2 separate regions of the Sus scrofa genome follow, and region 1 is linked to region 2. A link is a contact called in public HiChIP or PLAC-seq data. All regions are on one chromosome and are shown on one strand. Each heading gives the region's core, a stretch centred on a gene start, on an enhancer-like site or on the middle of the called end of the contact. The rest is flanking DNA. Distances are from core to core; before and after follow the strand shown. Region 1 has its middle 16 kb from the start of EIF4G2. Region 2 has its middle 150 kb from the start of ZBED5.

Region 1 (3,315 bases), core at 38-2,537, 210 kb before region 2:
TGTGACTTAAAACTCTGTCCTAGCCCTTCCAAAGAGCATGTAGAAGGTGCCCCAACCACTCAATGAACAAATGAAAGATCTTGGGCAAGATGCTCAATTTCACTGAGCCTCATCGATAAAATAGAGATGGCAATGTACCTGCCTCAAGGCGCCTGGGAAACTGGAATGATCGATGTACCTAGTCCAGCCTGGCATATACTAAATGCTTGAGAATATATACTAAATTTCTTGAGAAATGTTAGCTAGAATAATGATATGCTGTGCCGTAGTATAGCACTGGAGTATTAATGAGTTATTGATATCATTAATAATAATAGTAATTCTCCAAAGGGCGTCCATTACCTTTAGAATAAAAACCAAAGTCATTACTATGTCCAACTACGTGTCTCCCCTGCCTGCCCCTCCAGCCTCAGGCGCCTCTTTGTTCAGCCGCCCTGACTCCTGTGTTGACCCTCAGGCACTCCACGTGTGTTCCCATCTTGGCCATTGGCTTTGCTTCCCGTCTTCTTCCACATATCTGCTTAGTTCATTCCCTCGCTTTATTTAGATCTTTGCTCAAAGGTCACTTCTTAAGACCTTCCCTGAATACCCTATTTCAAGTGGCATTCACAGCACTCCTCATCTCTTGTTCTGTTGATTTCTCTATGAGCACTTTCTACTACTGACACTGTATATATGCTTATTCTCTGTCACCCAGATTGTTTGCTCCAAAAGGAGGCTTTGTCTCATTCACTGGAGTAGTGCCTGGCACATAGTTGGGACTTAATAAATATTTATGAGCTGAATGGACTTGTAGAGCAATCCCACACCTATCCAACGCTGTTTTTCATTATGTGTCGATCTGGCTCCTTGCAGCGACTCTAGGACATGGACAAACCAAGTTATTTCACAGATAAGGCAAATGAAACCCAGAGAGGTAAAGCGATTGGCCTAAGCTCATGGAAATAATTACTGAGGGAGCTGGCTCTGCAGGCTCTGGTCTGTGACTCAGCATGTCCCATGCAGACCTGAGCAGCCCAAGGATTCTCTGCTTATCAGTCAACATCATTGCATCATTCACAGATGATGCCAAAACTCTCACTGTCCCTTTTCCCATTGATCAGCATGTTCAATAGGTCCTTGCTGCCTTTCTATGGGACAAGGACACTTGTATCCTTGGGCCAAAGGGATCTTCTCCTGGGAGCCAGCAGAGGGTGCTAGAGAGACAGCATCCCATCCAAGGCCTAATGGGTGGCCTTGTCCTTGGCCAACCTCCTGGACTAAGTCCAGGTAGGGAGGCTGGGAGGACAGCCTGCGGTCTGGGCAGCGTGTGTGACTTCAGTGTCCTCTTGCTGCTCCTCTCTGCTCTGTGCTCAGAAGTCCCTTTCAGGAGAACCCTGGCTCTCTCTGGAGGCTGCTACTAGGAAGGCTGTCTCAAATTCTATTGAGATCAGTGGGAAAGAGCTTTCTGACTCCCTATCCTCCTGGCCCCGCTGCACAGCTGCTGTCCTCCAGCAGCTGCAGGATGAACCCTCATTCAGAAGGGTCGCATGGACTTCGTCCTGCTGTAGAGTTGGAGACATAAGCTCTGTGGAGCCAAGAGGAAGGCGGAATTGGGTTCCCTGCCTGTGCCTGGAAAGCCCTCCCTCAAATGTTTGCCAGGAAAGTGACTCTTAAAAGTCTCAACTTCTTCCAGGATGTTTCCTCCTCTCAGTTCAGGTGGCTCCTTGCTCCCATCTCAGTGTGTCCACCTGCCCCAGGGCCACGGGTTCTGGTCCTGTCTGCTCCCCCGCTGGACAGTGGGCTCCCTGAGGGTTGAGATGGCGCTGGCACAGATGAGGTGCTCACTTGTGTACGTACAAATGAATGACTAATGTCTGGTGAACTGGGTGCTTTGTAATTAAATTGGAGGCACTGGGAAATCTTAAGGCCGGGACAGCCACAACTGAGGAAAAAGTCAAGGATTTTTTATTTTTTTGCTTTTTAGGGCCACACCTCAGTGTATGGGAGTTCCCAGGCTAAGGGTCGCATCAGAGCTGAACTGCTAGCCTACACTACAGCCACAGCCACAAAGGATCTGACCTGCATCTGTGACCTATACCACAGCTCACGGCAACGCCAGATCCTTAACCCACTGATCAAGGTCCGGGATTGAACCCGCAACCTCATGGTTCCTAGTCGGATTCATTTCCTCTGTGCCCCGACGGGAACTCCCCATTCATTTTTAAAAATGGTTCTCTGTGCTTTCTGTGGATCCCCCAAGCTCCAAAATTCCCTTTTGGCTTAATTTGTTCTTTGTAGTGAAGAACCCTCACAGCCTTGGCAGAAAAATGTAGGTTTTCCAACATGGGACATTCAGGCACAGGATGAGGAAGAATAAATAAGCTAGATGAAGGGCACAGAGAGGTGGGTTTAACACTAAGAACAGCAATATTCCAGGCAGAGGAACAGCCTGTGCAAAGGCCTGAAAATAAAAAGAATGTAAAAGGGGGCACACAGTAGATGACTTGGGGCCTTGACTGTTAGATTAAGAATTGCATCTTAGTCTGAAGAAAACTGGGAGCTCCTGAAGGGCAGAGGAAGGATCAGACTTTTATAGAAGACTGCTCTGATGGCAATGTGGAGAATGAGCAAGAGCAAGAGGAAAGGCAGGGAGACCATGTGGAAACCTATGGTGGTCACTCAGGCATGAGACGATGGTGCTTGGACCAGGGTGGTGCAGTGATGAAACATGGAGAGAAGGGCTTCAAGAGCCATGATGGAAGATAACACATGGTGAATTGGTGGAGAGTAAGAGGAAGATAAAGAAGTGCACAGGCTTTTTGGTTTGGAACCCTGAAGAGGAAATGTTGGTTTGGGAGTTTAGTGATGGACATGTTGAGTTTGAAGTGCTTGTGGTACATTACACTCATTCCAGGGGCTGGTTGGATGTAAAGTTTGATGTTCTGAAAAGAGAGATGTCAGCAGCACAGGTGGTAACTGGGGTGACAGTGTCAAGGAAGGAAAGCAGAACAGCTCATGAACGAGGCTACAAGAGAGCCTTACTAGGAGACCAAGGAGATGCCTGAGAGGAAATTAGAACAGTAAACTGCTGAAAGCTTTTGACAAGAAAAAAAAGCATTGAGAAATGCCCAATGGACTTGGCTGGTGATTGGAAGCGCAGGCTCGAAGTTCTCACGGTGACAAGTCTTGGAAAAGCCACTGAGGTCAGACATTCACACACACATTGAAGGACTAGCTGTGAAGCTCCCTGCTAGTAACTGCCCATGTACCACCTTTAGTTCTTGTGGCAATCCTCATACATCAGCCACGTTTCCAAAACCAATTGAGACTTGG
Region 2 (3,698 bases), core at 37-2,536:
CCAGCCCTCCAGCTCAGTGAGGGGACTGGGTTTCAGCTATCCCATTCTGGGCCCCTGGAACTTCTCAGCAGGGAGCAGATTTTGGGACTTGGGGGACAGGTGTTCCAGGTCTCTGTCTTGGGCAATGTCATCATTCATAGGCAATAGGGATCTCAAGGCTCTTCTCTCATTTCTTTTGTTGGAGCTACATATTCTGGTCCAGGGGAGATGGACTAGCAGGTCAGGGACAATATCCTTTGCGATGTCCTCATCTTTACCTGCTGTGGCTGCTGGTCCTTGGGATACATGAGTCCTCGTGAGGCCCAGGGCCCTGGCATGGAGAAGGCTATAGATAAAGGTGGGTAGCTACCAGAACACCTGTGGGAGCCAGGCTGTTCAAGCAAGGGACACAAGGCAGGGCACTCTCTTTTTGTCCCCCATTTTATCTCCTCCCATAAGTGGGCCTTTGCCAAATGTTGGCCACACGGATCATCATTATCATCACATCATCCTCATCTCACCATCACCAACATCACCACCATCACCACAATCATCATCCTCGCCATCAGCATCACGAAGTATAGCTCAGGCACTGTTCTAACAATTATCTCAAATAATCTTCACAACACCCCAGAAGGTAGGCACTATTACTGCATCATTTACAGAAAAGGAACTTAAGGCCCACAGAGGTTAAGTAACTCGCACAAAGCCACACAGCTAGTAAATGGCAGAGTCACACAGCCTACACTCTGAGTCACTGCAAGGATGAAGACTGTTTTGGCCCTCGACAATCCTTCACTTCAGTGGAACACAGCCACAGACATGGACCAGAGTCCCAAAGGAAGGCCCAGGAGCTGAGTGTGGAAGGTGGGTAGGATTTGGCAAAGTAGGCAGGAGGCTGTTGGAAAGAATACTTATTCACCATTTCTGACATTCCCTTCCATGTGGAGGACAAGTTAGTATAACCTTCCTGGCTTCGGCCTTGACTGGTGTGTTTGGGACGAGGTGCTGGGCATGTGCAGCTTGGCCCCTTTCCTCCTAGGGGTGAGCTGGGCAGGTCTCAGTGTGAGAGTCTGTGGCTGTCCAGAGCTGCTGTGACTAGGGCGGCCAGTCCATTGACTTCTGGGCTTCAGTATGAGCAAGTTCTTTTCCATATATCTCAGCCATATCCTCCTGTACCAGCTTCTTCAGTAATCCAGTTCCAACTTTTGTCTCACCATCCAATAAACTGAGATCCCAGGCCAGGAAAATAGCATTGCCATTTATAGGCCTCCCTCCAGCTATTTTAGGCACATGGTAAATTAGCAAGAGCAAAGAAGCAGTGCCCATAAAGCCATTTAAGCCTTGTCCTGGAACCACCTCAATGGGCAGTGCTAAGCCTCCGGAAAAGACGATTAGGAATTTTAATTTCTTCCCTTGTGTTCAAAGGCCAGTTGGTCAGCAATGCCAGAAGCATGACAGCTCTTCACTTTTTCCCACCGCCATCTCGATGGGCCTTTTCCAGAGGAAGAAAGGCCTTTCACGGAAGAGGGAGATGGCTCACCTTCTGGCGGAGACCCTGGTGGGGCAGGGAGGGGCCGCATAGCCAGGAGCTGCCCCTCTAGCACAGCCTGGAAGGAACCCTGTGAAATGCCTTGGAGCCTCCTGGCCTCTCCCCACCCCGTGGATTATTCAGAGCTGGTGAGAGTGTGGGCTGTGCCTCTGGAAAGAGAGCTCTTCTGGGTTCTGCCTAGGAAACACTTCCAGATGTTCATGCAAACTATCAGCACCAAATTGCCTCTGAATCAAAGTCCCTGTCTCTTCTGGGTCTTCTGGGGGACATGGGTACATCCCCCATTCATGCTATGAGGGGCCTCAAACTGCAGATAACCTCTGCCAGAGGAACATTTGGAGGCAGAAAGCCTCCATGTCTTGATTGTCTCAAAAGCAGCTAATTTTATTATTGATAGTTGAGGCTAGATTCAGGTTGGTACTCAGTAATAAAAACAACAACAAAAGCAACACCCCAACTATTGGGAATTTACTGTGTGCCAGGTTTCTCACTGAATCCCCCTAAGAATCCTATGGGATAAGTACTAGTATTATATCCATTTTACAGAAAAGGAAAGGAGGCTTAGAAAACTGAAGTAACTTACCTGTGGTCATATAGCTGGTAAATGGCAGAACTAGGGCATAAACTCAGGCACCCTGGCTCTGTAGCCACTCTCATAACCCACAATACTATATAATGTCACAGTCTGCAGTGCCTTTGGAGAGCCTGTATGTTAATCTTACTGGGTCAGATGAGGAAACTGGGGCCCAGAGAGTGTAAACAACTTGCCCAAGGTCACACAGCAGTTAGTGCTAGAGTTTGAACCCACACCTAGGTCTTCTGGCTCCCAGTTTAGAGCTCTGGTCACAGTACCACATAGCCATGCTGTATACTAAACCATCTCATGTCATTTTAGCCAAAATGACTAATGGGCTAATTGGAAAGGACTAGGATTACACTATGCTTTCCTGACCTTGAAGAATTAAATATTTCCAGGAGTTCCCTTCTTGGCTCATTGGTTAACGAACCTGACTAGGATTCATGAGGATGCAGGTTCTATCCCACGCCTTGCTCAGTGGGTTAAGGATCCAGCATTGTCGTGAGCTGTGGTGTAGGTCACAGATGTGGCTCAGATCTGGCATTGTTGTGGCTGTGGTGTAGGCCAGCAGCTGTAGCTCCCATTGGACCCCTAGCCTGGGAACTTCCATATGCCGTGGGCATGGCCCTAAAAAGCAACAATAACAAAAAAGTTAAATATTACAGTGCGTTAACACCTCACACCAGTCAGAATGGCTGTTATCAGAAAGCCTACAAATATATATCCATCTTTTTTTCAGATTCTTTCCCCATATAGGCAATCATGAAGTGTTGAATAGATTTCCCCAATCTACATAGTAGGTCCTTGTTACTGATGGATTTTGTATATAGTGTGTATATGCCAGTCGCACCTCCCAATCCATCTGTCCCCACAGTGTTTCCCCACTGGTTACCATAAGTTAGGTTTCAAAATCTTTGAGTCTCTTTCTGTTTTGTGAATAAGTTCCTTTATATCATTTTTATTAGCTGTACACCTGAAACAAACACAACATTGTAAGTCACCTATTTCCAGTAAAATTTTTTAAAAATGCAAAAAAAAGTCTACAAATAATAAATGCTGGAGAGGGTGTAGAGAAAAGGGAGGCCTCCTACACTGCTGGTGGGGATATAAATTGGCATAGCTGCTAAGGAAAACGGTATGGATGTTCCCTAAAAAACTAAAAATAGAGCTACCATATGATCCTGCAGTCTCGCTCCTGAGCATATATTTGGAAAAGTTGAAATCTTTAATTCAAAAAGATACATGCACCCCAATGTTCATAGCAGCAATATTTACAATAGTCAAGACATGGAAGCAATTTAAGTGTCCACCAACAGATGAATGGATGAAGAAGATGTGGTACATATACACAATGGAATATTATTTGGCCATAAAGAGGATGAAATATTGCCATTTGCAGCAACATGGGTGGACCTAGCAATTATCACACTAAGTAAGCCAGACAAACACTGATGTCATATGATATCACTTATACGTAGAATCTAAAATTTGACACAAATGACCTTATTTACAAAACAGAAACAGACTCACAGACATAGAAAACAAACTTATGGTTACCAATGGGGAAAGGGGTGGGGGAGGGATAGATTA

What was found. HiChIP or PLAC-seq counts read pairs in DNA pulled down with a chosen protein or histone mark.
Region 1: a contact with region 2 is called in an H3K27ac HiChIP or PLAC-seq map of skeletal muscle. The contact joins two enhancer-like sites. A contact is called at or near these places in 1 of 5 promoter capture datasets (fetal liver), 7 of 47 Hi-C or Micro-C datasets (embryonic fibroblasts, mesenteric adipose tissue, omental adipose tissue and 3 more) and 1 of 2 datasets of contacts at active chromatin or transcription factors (skeletal muscle).

Annotation. Positions count from the first base shown.
Region 1 is chr2:48,681,088-48,684,402 of Sscrofa11.1, reverse strand. No RefSeq gene overlaps it. Among named protein-coding and RNA genes, the nearest start is that of EIF4G2, 16 kb to the right of the region's middle. Within about 2 kb of position 1,287, at least 23 of the 83 cell types and tissues checked have an H3K27ac peak or open chromatin away from gene starts, as enhancers often do. A contact at or near this core is called in skeletal muscle, where this site is marked.
Region 2 is chr2:48,469,244-48,472,941 of Sscrofa11.1, reverse strand. No RefSeq gene overlaps it. Among named protein-coding and RNA genes, the nearest start is that of ZBED5, 150 kb to the left of the region's middle. Within about 2 kb of position 1,286, at least 7 of the 83 cell types and tissues checked have an H3K27ac peak or open chromatin away from gene starts, as enhancers often do. A contact at or near this core is called in skeletal muscle, where this site is marked.